Regions from separate parts of the Sus scrofa genome. Here regions 1 and 2 are each linked to region 3. The links are chromatin contacts, called in public HiChIP or PLAC-seq maps. All regions are on one chromosome and are shown on one strand. The core of a region is the stretch at or near the end of the contact, and the rest is flanking DNA. Distances in the headings are between cores, read along the strand shown. Region 1 overlaps GLIPR1 (glioma pathogenesis-related protein 1). Region 2 has its middle 26 kb from the start of KRR1. Region 3 has its middle 23 kb from the start of OSBPL8.

Region 1 (2,700 bases), core at 155-2,654, 970 kb before region 3:
TGATGCCCTAAACAGTTGTTAAGTTTCCCAGGAAATCTCATTGATGGGAGAATCACAAAGGGTAAATCTGGGTTATCTAAAGGAGTGTCTGAGAGAGCCTCTTATGGCTTTGAGACCATTTCTACGGTTGCAAGGCAGTCATGTGGGAGAGAGCGGGACTCTCCAGCAGGGAGGGCTGGTAAGTAGCTGCATTCAAAGTGTTAATATAAGATGATGAAAAGAGCCAGCTCATAAGTGGCCTGTCACCATGTAGAGAGGTGCCATATCCTATGAACTTAAAAAAGTAGCTAACAGGAGTTCCTGTCATGGCTCAACAGTTATGAACCCAACTAGTATCCATGAAGACGTGGGTTGGATCCCTGGTCTTGTTCAGTAGGTTAAGGATCTGGCGTTGCTGTGAGCTGTGGTGTAAGTCACGGGTGTGGCTCAGATCCTGAGTTTCTGTGGCCATGGCCAGCAGCTATGGCTCTGAACAGCCCCCTAGCCTGGGAACTTCCATATGCCGTGGGTGCAGCCCTAAAAAAGACCAAAAAAAAAAAAAAAAAAAAAAGCTGGCATAGTATGGAGAAACACAGAGATGAGTAGGGGAGCCTGCCATACACATACTGGGCTTTGTCAATCAAGGTGGGAGCTGCAGCTGCTGCACATAAGCACAGGGCATACCTGATGCCTTAGGGTCTAATTGGCTTGAGGAATATACTATAGAACATATCTGAGAAGCAAAAGATTGTCCTAGAATGCCTGCAGCATTCCCACTATTTTCATGGAAGTATAGACGAAACAGTTTGTCAAAATAAGGTAAGCCAAGAACCTGGAGGGTGGACAAAGCTAATTATTAAAGCTTCAAAGGAGAAGAATGCCTCCAAAGGCCAGGAAATAGACTCTGGGCTGATATCTTGAGAGAAGAGCATACACAGGTTTAGCAAAGGCTGCAAAATTAGGAGTCCATTGGCAGCAGTAGTCAGCTGTCCCTAAAAATTTACATAGCTGTTTTTTCATTGGGCAGAGAGGGGGTGGACAAAACTGACTCAACCCCATCACATTCACCATTGTGAGTGAATTCTAGGTCGAAGGATGATGTTAACCAGATACTTCAACCACAGTGTGCTGATATGACTCCAAAAAAAATGTTTTTGAGAAGTATTTTGCAAGAACTTTACTGAAGTAAGAGAGATGTTTTTAGTTAACCACCAGAGCCTCTGTAAAAACTGAGACTGTTATTCTTGGAGATTCCAGAATTTCCTTTGGAAACATCCCCCCAACTCAAAGTCTGACGAAGCCTCCTAGAAATCCATGTAGGTGCTGTGTCACTGAGAACTCCCGAAAAGACAGGGTTAAGAGCACAAAATGAGCTGCAAACCATACATGGATAAACCCTTCTTCAAACTTGCAGTGACCTCTAGTTCTGCTTTCTGTCTTAGAGCTGAATACTGTACAGACTGTGCTTTGTGAAACTGAGAGGCACGCACCCCCTTGGCACCCGCAGTGCCTCTGGATTCCAGCGGCCGGGAGCTCCATGCCAAGCAGCCTGAGCATGCGAGTCACACTGGCTGTGACAGCCTGGATGGTCTCTTTAGTCTCCAGCTCTTCCTCTCCAGCAAATTCTCTACCAGATATCAAAAATGAGGATTTCATCAAAGACTGTGTTCGAATTCACAACAAGCTCCGATCAGAAGTGAACCCAACGGCTAGTGATATGCTGTACATGGTAAGAAAGGCATCCATCCCTGAGGCATAAGTCAGTCCAAAACAACTAAGGGGGATTGATTTTTTGGAGGTGAATCCTTGGTAATCTTCAATGATTTTTCTTACTGATTGAAATGTGCCATCAATTCATCTGTGATCAAAAAACCCACTTTTGCCCTGCCTCCTCAACCCTTGCTACAAGCAAGCCCAGCAAGTATGTTTTGTTTCTCTTTTTGGCTGCTTCCTCTCTTTGGGTCTTTGATGTAATTTATGTCTCTTGTTTGCCTGCTAATTCTTGTGAGGTTTGTTTTTTTTTTTTTTTTTTTTTTTGGTTTTTCTTTGTCTCTAAATTTTTTTCTTTTCTTTTCCTTTCTTTTCTTTTCTTTTCTTTTCTTTTCTTTTCTTTTCTTTTCTTTTCTTTTCTTTTCTTTTCTTTTCTTTGGTTGCTGATAAGACAATTGACTCAGGAAGGCAGCACAGTCTCTAGGGGATTTCAGTTAAGTCAGACTTGGGTCTGAATCTCTGTAGCTTCGAGCTGTTTTTTTTTTTTTTTTCTTTCTTTCTTTTTTTAACAGCTGCACCTGCAGCAAAGGGGGCTAGGGGTCAAAGTGGAGCTGTAACCAAAGCCTGCGCCAAAACAACAGCAATGCTAGATCTGAGTTGTGTCTGACCTACACCGTGGCTTATGGCAATGCCGGATCCCTTAACCCACTGAGCAGGCCAAGGGTCAAACCCACATCCTCAAAGATCTCATGTCAGTTTCTTAACCCACTGTGCCACAACAGGAACTCCTTGAGCTGGTTTTTAAACTTTCTGTGCTATTTTTAGTTATAGGAGCTACTTTAGTTATTAAATTTCAGAAAATAGGTACATAAAATGGGCCTTCCATGAAATGTGGGTCTGTGTCACTCACTTTGATTCTAAGTGCCTCAAAACTAGGTCATTGTATTTCCCACTAACCCTAGTCAAAACCTGAAGACTGTGATATGATCCTCCATATAGAACTTACCTGGG
Region 2 (2,700 bases), core at 42-2,541, 920 kb before region 3:
AGCAAGTGGGTGATGAGATGAAGAGTGGGAGGAAAGTCCTCTAAGACAAAAAGGCAGAATTTTAGTGAGGAAATTGTGTGTGTGTGTGTGTGTGTGTGCGTGAGTGCGCACACGCACATGAACATACTTCTAACTTGGGTCCCATTTAGGTATTTCTGAGATACATCTATTCACCATCCTCACACCCATGCACACACACACACTTCTAACCCAGGCCCATTTAGGCATTTCTAAGATACATATCTCTTCACTATCCTCACTTTTTGTAAGAACTCCTGATGGACAACAAAAACTCATTATCTGGAAATACAAGCATTAAAAGTAAATACCTAAAACCTTGAAATTCTTGGGTACGGAATTAGAAAAGAATTAGAGTTTTGTCATGAAGCTCATTTTCTTATCGTCCAGTAGGATAAGACCATTATTGCTCATAGTTATTGTTAACAGAGAAGTTAAAAAGCTATTCTCAAAGAGAAAGACATCCCTTTACCTGTACAGTAACTAACTAAATACCCCTGCTATTAACCCAAACTGAAAACAAGGAGGCAAATTTTAATTAAAAATATTTATAGCAAGTGGAATACCAGCTGTTATTTTCTTTCACCACTCATTGAATGTTTTGCAGCTGGCCATAATTCTCTCTTATTTCCATCAGCTTAACCAATAATAACAACTGTTCACTAGGTAAGGGATGTTTTATTATTACCCACATGATATGTAGGAACTGGTAAAGAAATCCTTAATTGAAAAGTTTTCAAAAGAACCACACTTCGGGTCTGAAGAATCATTGTTTAAAGGACTTTTGTTTCTTTAAATAGGTAAAAAAATGCTTTTGACCTCAGAAGTATCTCCATCGTCATAAGGCTCAAACATCTCTACAAATTTCCTAATCTATTGCCTTAAAACTATAAGAACATCTTAGACCACATTAAACAAAACTAGGAAAAACAAAACAGGAAGGGGTATTTGGAGGAGCTAAAGAGTGTACACAAGAATGAATTTGATGCAATAGTTACGGTGTTTCTTGAGATCATGTTCCTAGAGATGTTAGCAACCCTGTTCGTGAATCAAAACACCACTGAGTCAGGGCCTAATCACAGCTTTTTGTTTGTTTGCTTATTTGTTTTGTGTACAAAGTTGCCAGTGTTTCTGTGTCTTGTTAAGACTCTCTCTTCCAGTTAGTGAAAAACAGAAGTCAGATGAGAATTCAATGAAACCAACGGAAGTTGCTTAAACCGATGACACACATCACGAAAAGGAATTTAGCAAATTTAAGACATGCGTTCAGAGAGGAAACATGACTCACTTGAAGGGGATCCACGATAGTGCCTGCTGCTCAGAGCAGTGTTGCCTTGGTATTTATACTCATGTGGAGCAAAACGGATCTGTTAGCATGATTTAATAAGGGAAGGAAAAAATGTTTTCTTCGAGAAAAATGTACAAAACAAGCAAAAATATAAAGAAAGTAGATTCTAACAGAGTTCATGGTCCTGCTGTCAGGGGAGATGGCAGGAAAAAGCTGAACTGAAACTGTGTTCCCATAAGCAGATCAAGCTACCCATAAATGGCACATGCTCCTTTGGTATACTACTTTCTAAACATGTCGCCAGCTTCCACTTACTAGAAACCATTACTTATGGAATTTAATGAGATACCAGAGGTCAAAATCCCTTGTAGTTTCCAAATGTCTCAGACATTAATTTTTTTCTTACTTGATGAACTGATTGAATTTAAAAAGAAAACAAACACTGGAAATGAATAAAGCATTTTTTTCCCCCTAACTTACATGTTCCTTCTAGTCAAAACAGAAAACAATGAAGGATATTTTAAGGTAACTTTCCTTTCCTTTGTATTTAAGTATGATGCTTTTTATGGTAGGAGCCATCCTTTTTTAAACAAAAGGAAGCAGACTATTGTAGAGAAAGATGGAGGAGAGCAAGCCAGAAGCTGGAGACAGAGAATGGAATCACCTGGGTCTGAAGCACAGACTTTTTGATTGTTCTTTTTCTTTTTTCTTTTTTTTGTTTTGTTTTTGTTGCTTGCTGAGCCTGCAGCATGTGGAAGTTCCCAGGCCGGGGATCCAACCCACAACACAACAGTGACAACTCTGAATCCTTAACCTACAGAGCCACATGGGAACTCCATGAAGCAGAGATTTCTTATAACTGCTCTTTCACCTTCACAAAGAACTTGCTCAAGCTCTGAGGTGGTCAGTTGCAATATTTTGACTAAATTTATAGTCAGGAGGCTTTCTCTTTACCTGTCTTTATTTTAAGGAACTTACTTCATTGTCTGTTTACAAGTAACATAAAGGGCTCGATGACTTTAAAGGGTTCTTTCTGTTCTGATTTTCTTCTAAAACATTATTGAGTGCCTTCATCTGACTGGCTATACTAAATGTATGGCAGGCAGAGAAATAGTCAAAAAGCCAAATTTACTTCTAAATGGGTCAGAAACTTCATTTTAAATAGATTAGAACTGGGAGTTCCCGTCGTGGCTCAGTGGTTAACGAATCCGACTAGGAACCATGAGGATGCAGATTCGATCCCTGGCCTTGCTCAGTGGATTAAGGATCCGGTGTTGCTGCGAGCTGTGGTGTAGGTGGCAGACGCGGCTCAGATCCCGCCTTGCTGTGGCTCTGGCGTAGGCTGGCAGCTACAGCTCAGATTCGACCCCTAACCTGGGACTCTCCATATGCCA
Region 3 (2,700 bases), core at 153-2,652:
CCCAAATAAGTTACCATACAGTACTGAGTAAATTTTTCTGTGCTGTACAGTAGGTCCCCATTACCTGTTTTTTCGGTATTTAGTAGTGTGTATATACATCAGTCCCAACACTCTAATTTATCTCTCCCTCTGCCATGTTTCCCCTTTGTAAAACATAAGTTTGGTTTCAAAATCTTTGTTTCTGTTTTGTAAATTCTATTGTATTGTTTCTATCAGATTTTACATATTAGTGATCTCATAGATTTGCCTTTCTCTCTCTGACTTACTTCACTTAGTATGATAATTTCAAGGTCCATCCATGTTGCTGCAAATGGCACTATTTCATGCTTTCTTAATGGCTGAATAATATTCTATCAAATATATGTGTCACATCTTCTTTATTCATTTGGTTGCTATCAGAAAACTACTAGAGCTCATTGATGAATTCAGTAAATTTTCAGGATACAAAATTAATACACAGAAATCCTTTGCATTCCTATACACTAATAATGAAATATAAGAAAGAGAAATTAAGGAAATAATCCCATTTACCATTACATCGGAAATAATAAAATACCTAGGAATAAACCTACCTAAGGAGCAAATTGCTTGTACTCTGAAAACTATAAGATACTGATGAAAGAAATCAAAGAATACACCAACAAAAGGAAAGATATACTATGTTCTTAGATTGGAAGAATCTATATCCTCAAAATGATTTTATTACTCAAGACAATCTACAGATTCAGTGTAATCCCTATTAAATTACCAATGGCATTTTTCACAGAACTAGAAGAAAAAAATTTTAAATTTGTTTGAAAACATGAAAGACCCCAAGTAATCAAAGCAATCTTGAGAAAGAAAAATGGAGAAGGAGGAATCAGGATCCCTGGCTTAAGACTATACTACAAAGCTACATTCATCAAAACAGTATGATACTGGCACTAATACAGACATATAGATCTTTGCAACAGGATAGAAAGCCCATAAATAAACCTATGCACCTATGGTAAATTAATCTACAGCAAAGGAGGCAAGAATATGCAATGGAGGAAAAAAATGATCTCTTCCCTAAGTGGTAGAAGGAAAACTAGATTAGCTACATGTAAAAGAATGAAATTAGAACATACTCTTAACACCATACACAAAAATAAACTCAAAATGTATTAAAGACCTAAATGTTAGACCAGATACCATAAAACTCCTAGAGGAAAACAGAGGCAGTATGCTCTTTGATATGTTACAGCAGTATCTTTTTTTTTTTTTTTTTTTTTCCTTTTCAGGGCTGCACCTGCAGCATATGGAGTTTCCTGGGCTAGGGGTCAAATTGGAGTTGCAGCTGCTGGTCTACACCAGAACCACAACAACACAGGATCAGAGCTTTGTCTGTGGCTTACACCATAGCTCATGGCTGCAGCTTGCAGCAATGCCTGCTCCTTAACCCACTGAGTGAGGCCAGGGAGCCAACCCACATCCTCATGGACACTGTGTTGGGTTCTTAACCCACTAAACCACAATGAGAACTCCTCATACAGCTTTATATAAAGAAACCAAGCAACCCAATTAAAAAATGGTCAGAAGGTCTAAACAGATATTTCTTCAATGAAGACAGACAGATGGCCAAAAAATTCATGAAAGTTTACTTCATGGGAGAAAATTCAGGGAGTTCCCATCGTGGCTCAGTGTGTAACAAACCCAACAAGGATCCATGAGGTTGAGGGTTCAATCCCTGGCCTCACTCAGTGGGTTACGTATCTGGCGTTGCCATGAGCTGTGGTGCAGGTTGAAGACGTGACTCAGATCTGGCGTTGCTCTGGCTGTGGGGCAGGCCATCGGCTGTAGCTCCAATTAGACTTCTAGCCTGGGAACTTCCATATGTTGTGGGTGCATCCCTGAAAAAGCAACAAAACAAAATAAAATAAATAAATAAAATAAATAAAAATAAGAAAGTTATTCAACATCACTGATTATTAGAGAAATGCAAATTAAAGCCCTTAATGTTAGAGTAAGCAGATGTGAACTTGTGTCTTGGCTCTGTCAATCACTAGCTGCTGTGACTCTGGGCAAATTACTCAACATCTTAACTGAGGTTAACAATTTCCCCATACTTAGGGGAAAGGATAATAATAATATCCTTAAAAAATACGTTGTAGAATTGCATGCAAAGTAGTTAGCTCAGTGCTGGGCCCATTCATACAATACACTCAACCAATGGTAGCCACCTATCTTTAGATATTTCTTTTTTTTTTTTTGCTATTTCTTGGGCCGCTCCCGCAGCATATGGAGGTTCCCAGGCTAGGGGTCGAATCAGAGCTGTAGCCGCCGGCCTACGCCAGAGCCACAGCAACGCGGGATCTGAGCCGCGACTGCAACCTACACCACAGCTCACGGCAACGCCATGTCATTAACCCACTGAGAAAGGGCAGGGACCGAACCCACAACCTCATGGTTCCTAGTCGGATTCGTTAACCACTGCGCCACGAAGGGAACTCCTATCTTTAGATATTTCAGAGTACTAACCCAAATTTTAAGTAAAGGAAATGAGAATTCTGACCATGCAGCCAGTGTAATTTTATTTCCCCCTGTCCCTTGGCATATGGAGTTCTTGGGCCAGGGATCAAATCCAAGCCATATTACTACGCCACAACTGTGGCAACGCCAGGGCTGGGGATTGAACCTGCTTCCTGGCATTGCAGAGATGATACCCATCCCATTGCACCA

The links. HiChIP or PLAC-seq counts read pairs in DNA pulled down with a chosen protein or histone mark.
Region 1: a contact with region 3 is called in an H3K27ac HiChIP or PLAC-seq map of alveolar macrophages. The contact joins two enhancer-like sites. A contact is called at or near these places in 1 of 47 Hi-C or Micro-C datasets (retroperitoneal adipose tissue) and 1 of 2 datasets of contacts at active chromatin or transcription factors (alveolar macrophages).
Region 2: an H3K27ac HiChIP or PLAC-seq map of alveolar macrophages shows a contact between it and region 3. The contact joins two enhancer-like sites. A contact is called at or near these places in 1 of 47 Hi-C or Micro-C datasets (embryonic fibroblasts) and 1 of 2 datasets of contacts at active chromatin or transcription factors (alveolar macrophages).

What each region holds. Positions count from the first base shown.
Region 1 is chr5:38,793,112-38,795,811 of Sscrofa11.1, forward strand. GLIPR1 (glioma pathogenesis-related protein 1) reads left to right here. Exons shown (of 8, transcript XM_021092049.1): 3 at 1,422-1,708. The coding sequence starts at 1,517. Among named protein-coding and RNA genes, the nearest start is that of KRR1, 27 kb to the right of the region's middle. Within about 2 kb of position 1,405, at least 50 of the 83 cell types and tissues checked have an H3K27ac peak or open chromatin away from gene starts, as enhancers often do. A contact at or near this core is called in alveolar macrophages, where this site is marked.
Region 2 is chr5:38,846,615-38,849,314 of Sscrofa11.1, forward strand. No RefSeq gene overlaps it. Among named protein-coding and RNA genes, the nearest start is that of KRR1, 26 kb to the left of the region's middle. Within about 2 kb of position 1,292, at least 27 of the 83 cell types and tissues checked have an H3K27ac peak or open chromatin away from gene starts, as enhancers often do. A contact at or near this core is called in alveolar macrophages, where this site is marked.
Region 3 is chr5:39,766,394-39,769,093 of Sscrofa11.1, forward strand. No RefSeq gene overlaps it. Among named protein-coding and RNA genes, the nearest start is that of OSBPL8, 23 kb to the left of the region's middle. Within about 2 kb of position 1,403, at least 1 of the 83 cell types and tissues checked has an H3K27ac peak or open chromatin away from gene starts, as enhancers often do. A contact at or near this core is called in alveolar macrophages, where this site is marked.